Linked DNA regions of Zea mays: region 2 is linked to region 1. The links are chromatin contacts, called in public Hi-C maps. All regions are on one chromosome and are shown on one strand. The core of a region is the stretch at or near the end of the contact, and the rest is flanking DNA. Distances in the headings are between cores, read along the strand shown. Region 1 holds the start of LOC100283964. Region 2 holds the start of LOC103644602.

What was found. A called contact is a pair of places that touch in the nucleus more often than the background predicts.
Region 2: a Hi-C map of ear shows a contact between it and region 1, with 4 times the contacts expected there. The contact joins the promoter of LOC103644602 here to the promoter of LOC100283964 in region 1. A contact is called at or near these places in 6 of 25 Hi-C or Micro-C datasets (bundle sheath, ear, leaf and 1 more).

What each region holds. Positions count from the first base shown.
Region 1 is chr1:45,975,419-45,980,959 of Zm-B73-REFERENCE-NAM-5.0, reverse strand. It overlaps LOC100283964, which reads left to right and starts at 1,448. Exons shown (of 10, transcript NM_001156862.2): 1 at 1,448-1,925; 2 at 2,593-2,678; 3 at 2,819-2,885; 4 at 3,688-3,830; 5 at 3,998-4,046; 6 at 4,203-4,340; 7 at 4,424-4,504; 8 at 4,674-4,850; 9 at 4,938-5,024; 10 at 5,186-5,475. The coding sequence starts at 1,710. The coding sequence ends at 5,248.
Region 2 is chr1:46,138,791-46,144,966 of Zm-B73-REFERENCE-NAM-5.0, reverse strand. LOC103644602 reads right to left here and starts at 3,381. Exons shown (of 1, transcript XM_020547121.1): 1 at 2,870-3,381. The coding sequence starts at 3,381. The coding sequence ends at 2,926. LOC103634515 (a long non-coding RNA gene) reads right to left here and starts at 1,729. Exons shown (of 3, transcript XR_556713.2): 1 at 1,601-1,729; 2 at 1,403-1,461; 3 at 1,235-1,293.

The DNA of each region.
Region 1 (5,541 bases), core at 199-2,698:
AAGTCTCTCCTAAATCAAATTTTTTTGGAAAAAAAACATAAAAACGTGTCTACAACAGTTTTCCTAAAACGTTTATAACCTTTTCATAGCCCTTAAAACTCCTTCATTTTTGGGCTCCCTAAAAATAATTTGTCGTTTTAAGGAATCTGTTGAATAAGGGATTAAAATCTACCCCACTAATTTTTTAGATACCCCTTAAAACTGATTTTGATGAGTCATTTTCTAGAGAGCTGTTGATATGCTCTAACGTGCCTATTTCCTCGTGGACGAAAGATGGGACCTTGACGCAATAGAAATATAGAATTTGACAGGTGTCTGGTAGTCAAAGTCCCAATTCGAGAGAGCCACTTTTAACAGAACTAACAAAGTGTGTTACAGCTCTTTCTATTTATTAAATATAGAATATAAAATATAAAAATGTATGTATTTTGTTGGCGAAGTGAGTGTGGATATGGGTTTAGAGTTGACAACCATGGTTTAAATCCTCATTTATATAAAAGTTTAGTTTTTTATCATTTAAATTTTGGGAGCACGACGATAGCGAAAAACGTGAAAATTGTGCTTTATATAGTAGAAGAAGATATCATAAAAGTACACTCTCTCTATATAAAAAACACAATTCTAACATAGCATCATATTTTAAATTTAACCAATTATATTAATAAAATACCATGAGCCAATTAATTTTAGTTTGACTAGATTTATAAAAATAATATAAACATATTATATATCTATAAATGTGTTTACTATAAAATATATATATATATATATATTGCATAACTGATCTAATAATACATATTCGGTATTTTATATTACCAATTCTAATTTTTAGATAAACTAAATTTAAATTTTAGTTTTTATCAGGTACAAGGATGTCACGAATACAATCACGCGCGCACACATTTGTGCGCATCCAATACAAATATTAGAAAGACATTGAGAGGCCTAGACCTCTAGTACGTGCGACACACGCAATACTACTAAACATGCACACGTGTATATACTAAACCGGGAAAATCTTTAAGTGCTTGTTCGTTTTGCTCTCAAGATTGAGTAGGTTTAAATTCTAAATAAATCAAAATATTTTATAATTTTATAATACACATAGAATATAAATAACCGAACAAGTTCTAATGTGAGGTATAGTGTGGATCCTAGGATCGAACCTACGCCGGGCCGTTCGCTCATCTGCCAACGCGCCATACTGAAAATGCGAGGCGTTTTTTTTGGATGGAGGCGATGAACACGGTTTTAAAAAAGAGAATCGTTGATGCAGAATGGACCCGATCGTTACACATATCATTTAGGGCTATAAACCTAGTTAAAACTTCAAGACAACGGCCGTCTATGACCTAACTAAACAAGCCCATTGAGTACCTAAACCCGACGAAAACGCAAGCCTTAGAAAGCCCAGTAACCCGTCTTTGCCTAGGTTGTCCTGAAACCATCAAGCCCATTTTCTCGGCCTGCCTCGCGCAACTCGTCCCAGCACACCGCTGTGGCGCTGTCGTCCTCGCTCACCTCGTCCGTCCTCGTGAGCTCCGCCTGCCCTCCATCTGGACAGCTCCAGCCTCCAGCCATCTCCCCCCACCTGTACACAGTTACAAAGCTTGGCACTTCGCAGTTCGCACTCGCATGCTCTTCGCCCCTCGCGCTTACCGCTGCCGCGCCTCCCGACTTGCCGCCTCCGCCTAGCTCCGGGCTCTCCAATGGCCTCCATGCTCGCCATCCTCAGGCCCTCCGCGCCGGCCCCGCTCGCGGGGCGCCGGGCCAGGGCTGCCGCGCCGGCGACCGCGAGGGTGGCGCTATCTTCCAGATCTAGGTATTCGTCGGTCAGGGTGTCGCTCGGCTCCGAGGTTGCAGTGGGCGCCGACGCGCTCTTCGCCGACTATAAGCCCACCACCGCTTTCCTCTTCCCCGGCCAGGTACGCTGAGGCCCTCTTTTTTGCAAATTGCGGGCCGTGTGCACGCGCGTGGATTACCCACATGAGTAAATTCTGTGAATGGTCGCCATTATACGATGGTTTACGCAAGTAGAATGTCTTGACTTCGGAATTGAAGCCGGCAATAATGGTCACCTTTTTGCACGTTTCAGTAAACGTACATCAAATTTGGCAACAAAGGTTTAAGGTGTGATAGTTAGATACTTAGGGATACTCCCTCCGTACACAAATGTTGGTCATTCTCATTTTTCGAGGAGTCAATCATTTTTAACTTTGACCACAGTTATATAAGAAAATATTAATATTTATAGTATAGGAGTTTTATAGGAATTAGTTCAAAAACACAGGAAAAATGCAGGATTCAATAAATAATCCGAGCAAGAGACGTTACTTCACCGAGATACGTCTTTTGTATTTTTTACACTTATCCCCTTAGATACATTTATGTGGGTTGTACATGCCCGGTTGTGTCAAGAGTTTCTGTCGATTTATAATCTGGTGCTTTAGTGTGCTGTAATTGCATAATTCTAAAATAAATACCTCCACCGTTCTCCAATTAAATAATGACTTTTGAGTTATGGTTATGCCGACATCATTATGCCTATCCCCTACCCCACTGTCCATTTATTGCTGGATGCTTTGATTTCAGGGTGCCCAAACCGTTGGAATGGGGGCAGAAGCTCAGAGTGTTCCAGCAGCTACCAAATTGTTCAACCAGGCAAATGAAATCCTTGGGTATCTTCAAACCTCTATTAGTATATACACGTTTTTTTCATCTCTCCTGCTTTTGCAGTACTTATTTATAGTCCACAAGCGATCATCTTTCCAAAGAGTAGTGGTTACGCTAAAACTTTCCTTTGTACTGGTTAATCTAGATATGACTTGCTGGATCTTTGCACCAATGGACCAAAAGAAAAGCTTGACTCAACAATGATCAGTCAGGTAAGTAGATTTCTGAGTCCCAAGTAATTTTCACCAGTGGTGACATGCATAGTTAATTAACTTAATTCATTTTCTTTTCCATTCAACTTATTTTTCTCCTTCTAAATCTGTCAAAATCAAGTTGCCTGATCTATATGATGTAGTTTTTCATTTATATGCTTGACATGGAAACCTCAGATTCTTATGCACTGTTCTTAAGTACTACCCTTCTCTGTCTTGGTTACCAATACTTGCATTTTGAAGCTAGCAATTTTGTTCGGGATCTCCAGAAATTAATTCGTTAGTTTTGTTTAGAATAAGATGTATTGCATACTTGTATGTGTAAGGGAATGTGCAATGAAAGATGTTTAGACATGTGTGCTTAAGAAGAGAGAATATTGCCGTACCACAGAGCATCTACTCATTCCTACTCCCTCCATTCCAAATTACAAGATATTTTGTGTTTTCTGGATATATAGTTTTTGCTATGCACTTAGATATACATTATGTCTAGATGCATAGCAAAAAACAATGTATCTAGAAGAGCCAAAAGATCTTATAATTTGAAATAGGAGTACAATGCAAAAAGATGCTTCGGTAGGTTTAACTTCCTTGTTAACACACATTAAGCATTGCTGCTAACTTAAGCATCTTATCCACCTTCGAAGCATCAAGTGCTATGGTTGGAGAAGTTTTTTTTTATTAAGCATCTCCATTGTACATGCTCTAAATCTGCATAGGATTATTCCTTTGAATTACAATATATTTGCAGTCTTGTCAATTAAGTGCTATGTTCTGTCTGCTGAATATGTTCTTTATGCAGCCGGCTATATATGTCACCAGCCTTGCAGCAGTAGAGGTACTACGTGCACGCGATGGAGGCCAAGATGTGATTAACTCTGTAGATGTTACATGTGGTCTCAGTTTGGGAGAGTATACCGCTCTTGCATTTGCCGGTGCTTTTAGGTATTCCTTTCGTTCTATCCAGAAGCACTCATTTGTTATGTCAAACCATCTCCATCGTGGAATGAACAAAGCATACATGATAATTGATAAGCTTACTTTTGCAGCTGTAACTTGGATTTGATAGTACATCAACTACACACACTAACACATCCTATATCATCATGCAGCTTTGAGGATGGACTGAAGCTTGTCAAGCTAAGAGGAGAAGCTATGCAGGTTTGTCTACAGAAACACTATGAGATAATTTGTTTGATTTTGTCGATTGAATTGTAATGTTCATTATCTATGGTGGATGTAGTCTACAGTAATGCTAATAGATTGTTCTTTTGTTTGATTTTGTAGATTGATTTCTAATGTTCATTATCTGTGTAGGATGCTTCAGATGCTGCCAATAGTGCGATGGTTAGTGTGATTGGTCTGGATTCAGAAAAGGTGCAAGAACTATGTGATGCTGCTAATGACGAAGTAGATGAAAACGATAGAGTTCAAATAGCAAACTTTCTGTGCCCTGTAAGTGTTTTGTCTGATATTGTCGTTAACCTAATGCTGGCTCTTGATTAATATGAATCGAAGTACATAAAAATACATTGCAGGGGAATTATGCAGTTTCTGGTGGTGTAAAAGGTATTGAAGTAGTCGAAGCCAAAGCAAAGTCCTTCAAGGCCAGAATGACGGTCGGTGTTCCCACAATGTTTTGCTTGAGCCATATTTGTGGAATTATTATCTATAATTTTATATGGTTAACCATATTTTAGTTTTCAGTTCTTATGTCCCATTTTCCTTTTTGTTTCAATCTTAGTATGCTACCAAAGGAATTTACATTGTTAATCATTGTATTTCCAGGTTCGCCTAGCTGTTGCTGGCGCTTTCCATACTAGCTTCATGCAACCAGCTGTTTCAAGATTGGAATCTGCGTTGGCTGCCACTGAGATTAGAACACCTAGAATTCCGGTCATCTCCAATGTTGATGCGCAGCCCCACTCAGATCCTAACACCATCAAGCAGATTTTAGCTCAGCAGGTGAGTTTTGAATTCTTACTGCAGGCTAACTTTGTGGGCTGAAGTGGTTTTTAACGGTTGCATACCTCTGACGTACCTGCACAACAGGTAACCTCTCCGGTGCAATGGGAAACCACTGTTAAGAATCTTATGGGCAAGGGGCTTGAGATAAGTTATGAACTCGGACCTGGAAAGGTAAGTTCCTGTTTGTGATTTATTTACTGTTTAGTAATGTTTGTCGAGTTATAGCAATGAGGTAAATTTGAAATTTCCAAGTTATTGTAGTATAACCGAACTCACTAGTAAAGTAGTAATGCTCTTGCACTATTTGTTTTTCTTTTCTTTCTGGCATCCAGGTTATAGCAGGTATTCTCAAGAGGATCAACAAAGGCACTAGCATTGAGAACATCGGGGCTTAAACGTCTGGGATCTGAAGAACTCTTGATGGAACCAAGTTACACAGCAGAGGATTGAAACATGCCATTATTGTGGAACGATGTTTCCACTCAGAGTTACCGTTTTTTTTACCTTAGTGGTTGAATTTTGATCTTGATGTAAAATTGACATGAAACACATGGTTAATGATTTTATGAACAGTGTAGTTTTCACAGTTTGAATAAGGGTGTGTCTGGTTTCTAAGGACTAATTTTTAGTAACCTCATTTTATTCTATTTTAGTCCCTAAATTGTTAAATATAGTAACTAAATCTTAG
Region 2 (6,176 bases), core at 2,132-4,631, 160 kb before region 1:
CTAATGATCGGCGCAACAAACAAGCACATCGTTCTCGCGATTATTAATGGGTGCGCGCAACCGCTTATCTAGAGCTGTCCCAAATCATCTCAATTAACAACTATGGCACCGTCCAATGAACAGCTGACAATTGCAGTTTGTGATGACATATTCCCCCAAAGCAACGAGTCGCCGCCGGCGCAACAACACAGCCATGAGCTAACCCCTTGGTGCCAACCATCTAGAGCAAGCATGCCATAAGCTGAAGTGCTAAACCGACACAGTTAGCCTGCAGTAGCAGCAGCGAAAAGTAGCGTCACTGGGAGACGGAGATACCTCGAGGTCGCGGAGCAGGAGAGGGTGGCCGGTTCCAGGGTGGGAACCAGGGGAGTATGCAGCAGCACAGCCACCTCGCCGGCGACGAGGGCAGCGTGCGTAGAGCGGGACTCTGTGGAGAGAGCGCGACCTGCACCGTGCAGCTTCGGGAAGGGCAGAGAGGGGAGAGAAGCCTGCACGAGAGTTGTGGGCTTGTGGCCCTCCGTTTCCCAGCCACGGTGAGGTGTGGCGAGACTGCAAGACGGGGCATGGGGAGGGAGCACATGCGGCAGAGGCAGATTGATCTGGCCAATGAGCAAGAGAGGAGGCGGAGGAAATGGTGAGGAGGGAGAACCTACTGCAAGTCTGCAACTGAATAGTGGGAGAGGAGGCGGAGGAAATGGGGAGGAGGCGTGACGCACGGATGGACGGTGCTGATTTGATGGATATAGATGGACGGTCCAGATTGGCTTGAGGCAGAACCAGGTGGAGGCAGGCTACCCCTTACAACCTTAATATAGTAGTATAGATATATCCTTATCCTCTTTTGTATTATGTGCACTTAAAAAAGACAGTAAAATTTACATGAAATTCAAAAGCAATCAATTCAAATATAGAGGATGTATGCTAGTGAGAAAAATGCTAAAAAGAAGAATCCATTTGAATAACTTCAGTTCATCCAAGAGATCTCCTTTAAGTATAGCTAGACACAAGCAAAATACCAACACAAAACTATACATTGCTATCTGAAACAAAAATAATATCCCACAAATCAAAACCAATAACACACGCAAAAGGAACTGGCTATGCTCCGGAAGGCAAATTAGTCATGGGACTTCAATGTTTTTGTAGGTTCTAGCAGTCCAATAAAAAAGCACTGAACCAACAAATAAGAATACATACATCAGAATATCATATAAACAAGAGAAGACAAGATAGCTGCTTACGTTTTTGTTCATCCAAATTTGGAGGAGTTGAGCTTGTCCTGGCAGGAAATTGCTGTACAAAATTGTATAGATGTAATGTAAGTAGAAAGCAAAAGGTAATTGCTAATACAGAGAGCTACATGACCCAAGCTGGAGAAAAAAAATAGATAACAAAATCATACCGGTAGCCCATTCATATTTATACTACCAAACTGAAAGTTAAACCCCTTTGATGTTTCTCCTGAAAAGAAATAGACAACAAGAAGAAGGTGGTTAATGATGCAGTATAACCTATCTAAAATATGGTTTGAATAGCCAGAGAGAAGAAGGTGTACAATGCCACCATAAATGGTAAAAATGCACATGCAAGTAAGGCAAACCTTGCGATCCTCCCTGAGGAAGGGCTGTGTTAGAGTTTTTTGGTAGAGCCCTTGGAGCAGCATGTGTAGCTTTCGGTAATGGTAACAGCGGATTAGCCGGTTTCTCGCTGGCAGACAATGAAGATGACACATGTGGATCTGGTGAATAAAAAAACATGTGCAATCAAATGAAGGAACACATCACGTTTATCAATCCAAACAGCACCATTCCAAACACAGTACAATATAGCGGAACAAAACACCTCACTCACCCTGGTGCTGTAGCCATGATGCGGAGACAGGAACATGCATGGCTGCATTCTGAGGCGCAGGTGGCGAGCGCGCAGGAGTTTGGAGGAGGCCAGGCGCTGGTGCAGGCTGGAAGCCAGTGGTGTCAGGCTGGTTCACCACCCTCTGGTGTCTGCCGTGGCCATTGCCAGGCTTTCTAATGCTGCAATCAAGATCCAAAGTTCTCATCAAAACCCTATCAACCCTGGCGAGATCAACCAATCATGCGAGGCAGAGGCAGAGGGCAATCAGAATCCAACCTCTGATAAATTGTTGTAATCAGGGGCTGCATACACTGAACACTGAAGCACACAGGAAAAAAGAGATGAGAAAAAACAAGGTCCTGTATTAAAATTAAACATGCTACGGTGACTGTCGTTGCATCAGTGTAGCTTATTTGTCTGCAGTTGCGGTTTTTTGTCGCTGTAATCAGGGGCAGTTATTTACCTGCGGTTGGATGAGAGAGGAGGCTGGCCTGAGGAGCCCGCGCCGCCCTTGCCTGCGCCACCGACTCCGCCTCCACGGTGGCCGCCGAAGCTGCTGGACCGGCTAGGTCTCCTAGCGTGCCCCTCGCCCCTGTCCTCTCGCTCGGACATAAATCCACTTCTCTCCAATCAAAACGACTAAGCCAAATTTACCTGCAGTTGGATGAGAGAGGAGGCTGGCCTGAGGAGCCCGCGCCACTGGTTCCATATGCAAAGAGCTATCAGGAGTATGGTCGGAAAAAAAAACTTGCTTTCTCAGAGACTTTGTTGCTGCTGCCATTCAGTAGCTCTGGTGCCATCCATGGAAGAGTGCCACAGACACCACCAGAAACCTGAGTGTTGCGCTTGATCCTTGACAACCCAAAGTCTCCAACCTAAGAATTAGCAAAGAATTATTAGTGTAACAGTTCAAACAACATGAGAGTCATGGCCGCGTCAGCGCCTGCCTTAATCTGAATAGCAGCGTCAGCGCCCGCCTTGCATTCTCCTTGGCACCCTTGGAACACATTAAAGGTCTGGTTGCGTAATAATTGCTTTAGGTTCGTAATTGGTGCTCCACAACCTTGGAACACATTAAAGGTGCGAAAAGAAAGCAAACCAAGTTCCATATGTGCAATAGTAGAGAAAAGTACAGTACAGGCAAAAGCAATTCAGGAAGCAAATAGGGGAATGAATTAACCTCACAAGCCCTTCGTTCAGTATGTCTACCTCACAGTCACTCCAATCGGAAGGAGAACCAGTGACATACTTATACTTGGGCGTCCCAGTGCCACGGAACGCATCCCCCGACGAGTTCCTTGATGGGGCAACCCCCGGTGCGTTGCCGACGACCCCTGTGTTTGGGGAGAGGAACAGCCCGGCGTTGCCACTGCCCCCACTCACACTCCCCGGGGCCATGACCATGCCACCGGTAGCGTCGTCGCCGCCGTCGATGCCGACATCGTTGTTGGACTGGAACGAGAGCATGTGATGGTTGTACAGCGAGGCGGTGATCCCCTGGTGAAACCCCATGGTGGAGTCAGCTGCCATCGCACCAAGAGCAGCTGAAAAATCACCGGACCGATCTACCTGCCCATAAAACCACAGACTATTATACAAAGTGTTGCAGCAATGCACAAATGAAAAATCACTGGACCGATGCGCTCCGCCTCGCCGGTGGCCAGCCCCAACCCCAGCACGCGGCCGAGGAGCACCGTCAGGGGGCTGGGGGAAGCAGCGTGCTGAAGCTCCAGCTCGGCTCGCGGGAAGGCTCTGTGGCCCCAACGGACGCCAACCCGACGCCTCCCACGGCGTCGCTGTCACCGTCCCCGCCTGCTTCGGGGCAGGACCCGGTGGTCAGGTCGAGCAAGCGGTGGAGGAGACTGCTACTGCGGTGGCGGTGGCCATGAGGGGGCGTCGGGACGCGAAGTAGCCGAAGAGGAGGCAGGAAGCCAGAGGGAGCAATGTGCTTTGGAGATGCAGGCGGAGTATTTGAGCCGTGATGGAGCAAATGGGGAGGAGTCCATTGGGGACTGGGGGCTTTGGAAGCTCCGCGAGGACGGCGCGACGGGCGGAGCGCAGGAGGCGAGGAAGAGGACGAGGAGGAACGCAGGGGAGGGATTTGCAGTGGGGAGGGGGCGCGGGTCATGCGGCCGCCATTGCCGCGGTCGGGGGGGTGGGGGGGAGGGGAGCACGTGCAGAGAGGAGGGCGCCCGCCAGCGACCGGCGCGTCTGGTACTCGTCCATAGGCGGGCGCGGGCCGCACACTCCGGCCAGGGGTTCGAGTTCAGGTGGCGACGGGCGGCGGCGGTCGCGGGCGCATGCGGATTCGGACCAGATGGATTGCCCTAGCCTTGTATCGGCTCCGAGCGATGGGCGGGCGAGGGCAAGCCAGGCGAATTGGTTGCGCGTGGGCGGAGGCGGGGGCACGCGCAGAGGGGGGAGGCGGGGGCACGCGAGACGGTCTACACTATCGTCTTAATAGTTAGTAGAGATGAAGTCTAGCTTACCTTGCCTAGTCGACGTGACAAAACCGCTCACGGGTAAACAAATGGTTTTACAGGTTGAGAGAGGTTAAAAATATGGTTTTATAACGGACTACCTAAAAAAAGGTGACTGTGTTGAAACTTGAAAAGTATCTGAGGGATCATACACTATCGTATCACGTTTTGAAAAAAAAAACTAAATACCACGTCAGGGTACTAGACTACTAGGTACGGACCCAGCAATTTCATGAGAACATAGAACGGCAACAATAAAAAGTGTTTGGTTTAAAGTGGTGCATTATAAATCTATTCTTCAAATTTAGTAAAAATGACTTTATTCCTCATGTTAGTACTAACTAACTATAAAAAATGAAGCGGTAGTGTATTAACTCATTCTTTTCATAAACTAAATAAAAAATAGACTAACATATTTCTCAAACCAAACATCCTAAAAGTGAGTGGGGGCAGCTCCTCTTGTCCCCGGTAGATTTCAATCGCCAGATCAAACAAAGCCAGCATCGCAGAAGGCTCTCACCATGTCTTTTTGTTGTTTCACTATCTGTGTAATAATATCAAAACTTAAACTCGTTTATGAGCTGTAAACTTATAACCAGCTTCCACACAAGAACCAATAAACATTATAAGAGACAAGTAATATTCTATATTAATACTGAAAAGCTAAATAGACTAAAGATTCTTATAGACACCAGTTGACTTTATTATAAACTTACTAAGAGCACATCATTTAAACGAAATAAACTCTTCTACTTTTACTATAATAATGTACAAATTATTTACGTATTCTAAAAAAACTAAATACCACGTCTTCAGAGTTTAGACTTGAGATCTGTCCAGACCTTTTATTGGTTTGTCGCTAGCATGTACAGCATGTCTCAATGAAAGTGCTATCGCAGATGCTTCTCGACATACCGACGAAGAGGTGATACAGCGTCAAGCATTGTGGCCTGTCCGAGAAGAGAGGCCGCGTGCGAGGAGGCCAAGCCCACAAGTAGCATACGCGTTCGCCGGCCCAAGGTTCGTTTGGGAGGGCCTAGATTGCCCAAAAACAAATCTAGCACTGCTTTTTTCCCTCTGAAAATCAGCTTTTTATAGAGTTAAAGTCATTTCGCAAATTGTTTGGTAGAAATGACTTATCATAAATCCACTCATTTCCCCGTATTAAAGTGTCAGAGCCAGAGCCAATAAAATTATTATTTATGACTTTTTCTCCGTAGTATAAAAAATGACTCTGGCTTTTAGATACTTTTCATAGTAAGCCGTTTAAAAAAGTATTTGACAGGGCTCTGACTTTTTCTAGAGAAAAGTCAGAGCCTAGGCCCTGTCAAATGGGCTCTAATCATAGGCACGGAGAGGAAGGAGGAACCACATGTAAAACATAATTGTGAATTGCCACTATTTAGCTTGGACTTTAAATTGTGATTCAAATGTAGTTGTAATTTAACACTTGAACTTTTTATCAGCTTGCGTAACGGAAAGGCTCACTGGATATGCAAAACGAGGTTGCGTGAGCTGGTGAGAGGTTTACTGTTAAATATGCAACCACAATCTAGAAACACACAAGCACGCTTATACAAAAGGCTTGCTTGGACAACGGTTATTGTATCTACTACTCCCTAACCTAGGGTGGACGGTCCAGTATGGCTTGGGAAATACTTTGACCAAGCCTAAGAAGAGATCGACAATGAAAAATCATAATCCTTAACCCATGCTCTCTGCTCCCCGTATCCATCGAGCGAGCCGCCTACACTGCGCCTCCGCTAGATGCCTAGCTCCATTGCCCCATGCCCCCCGCCCCTGTTCGTGGCTCGCCTCTACCGAGTCACCGACGCAGCTTTTGAG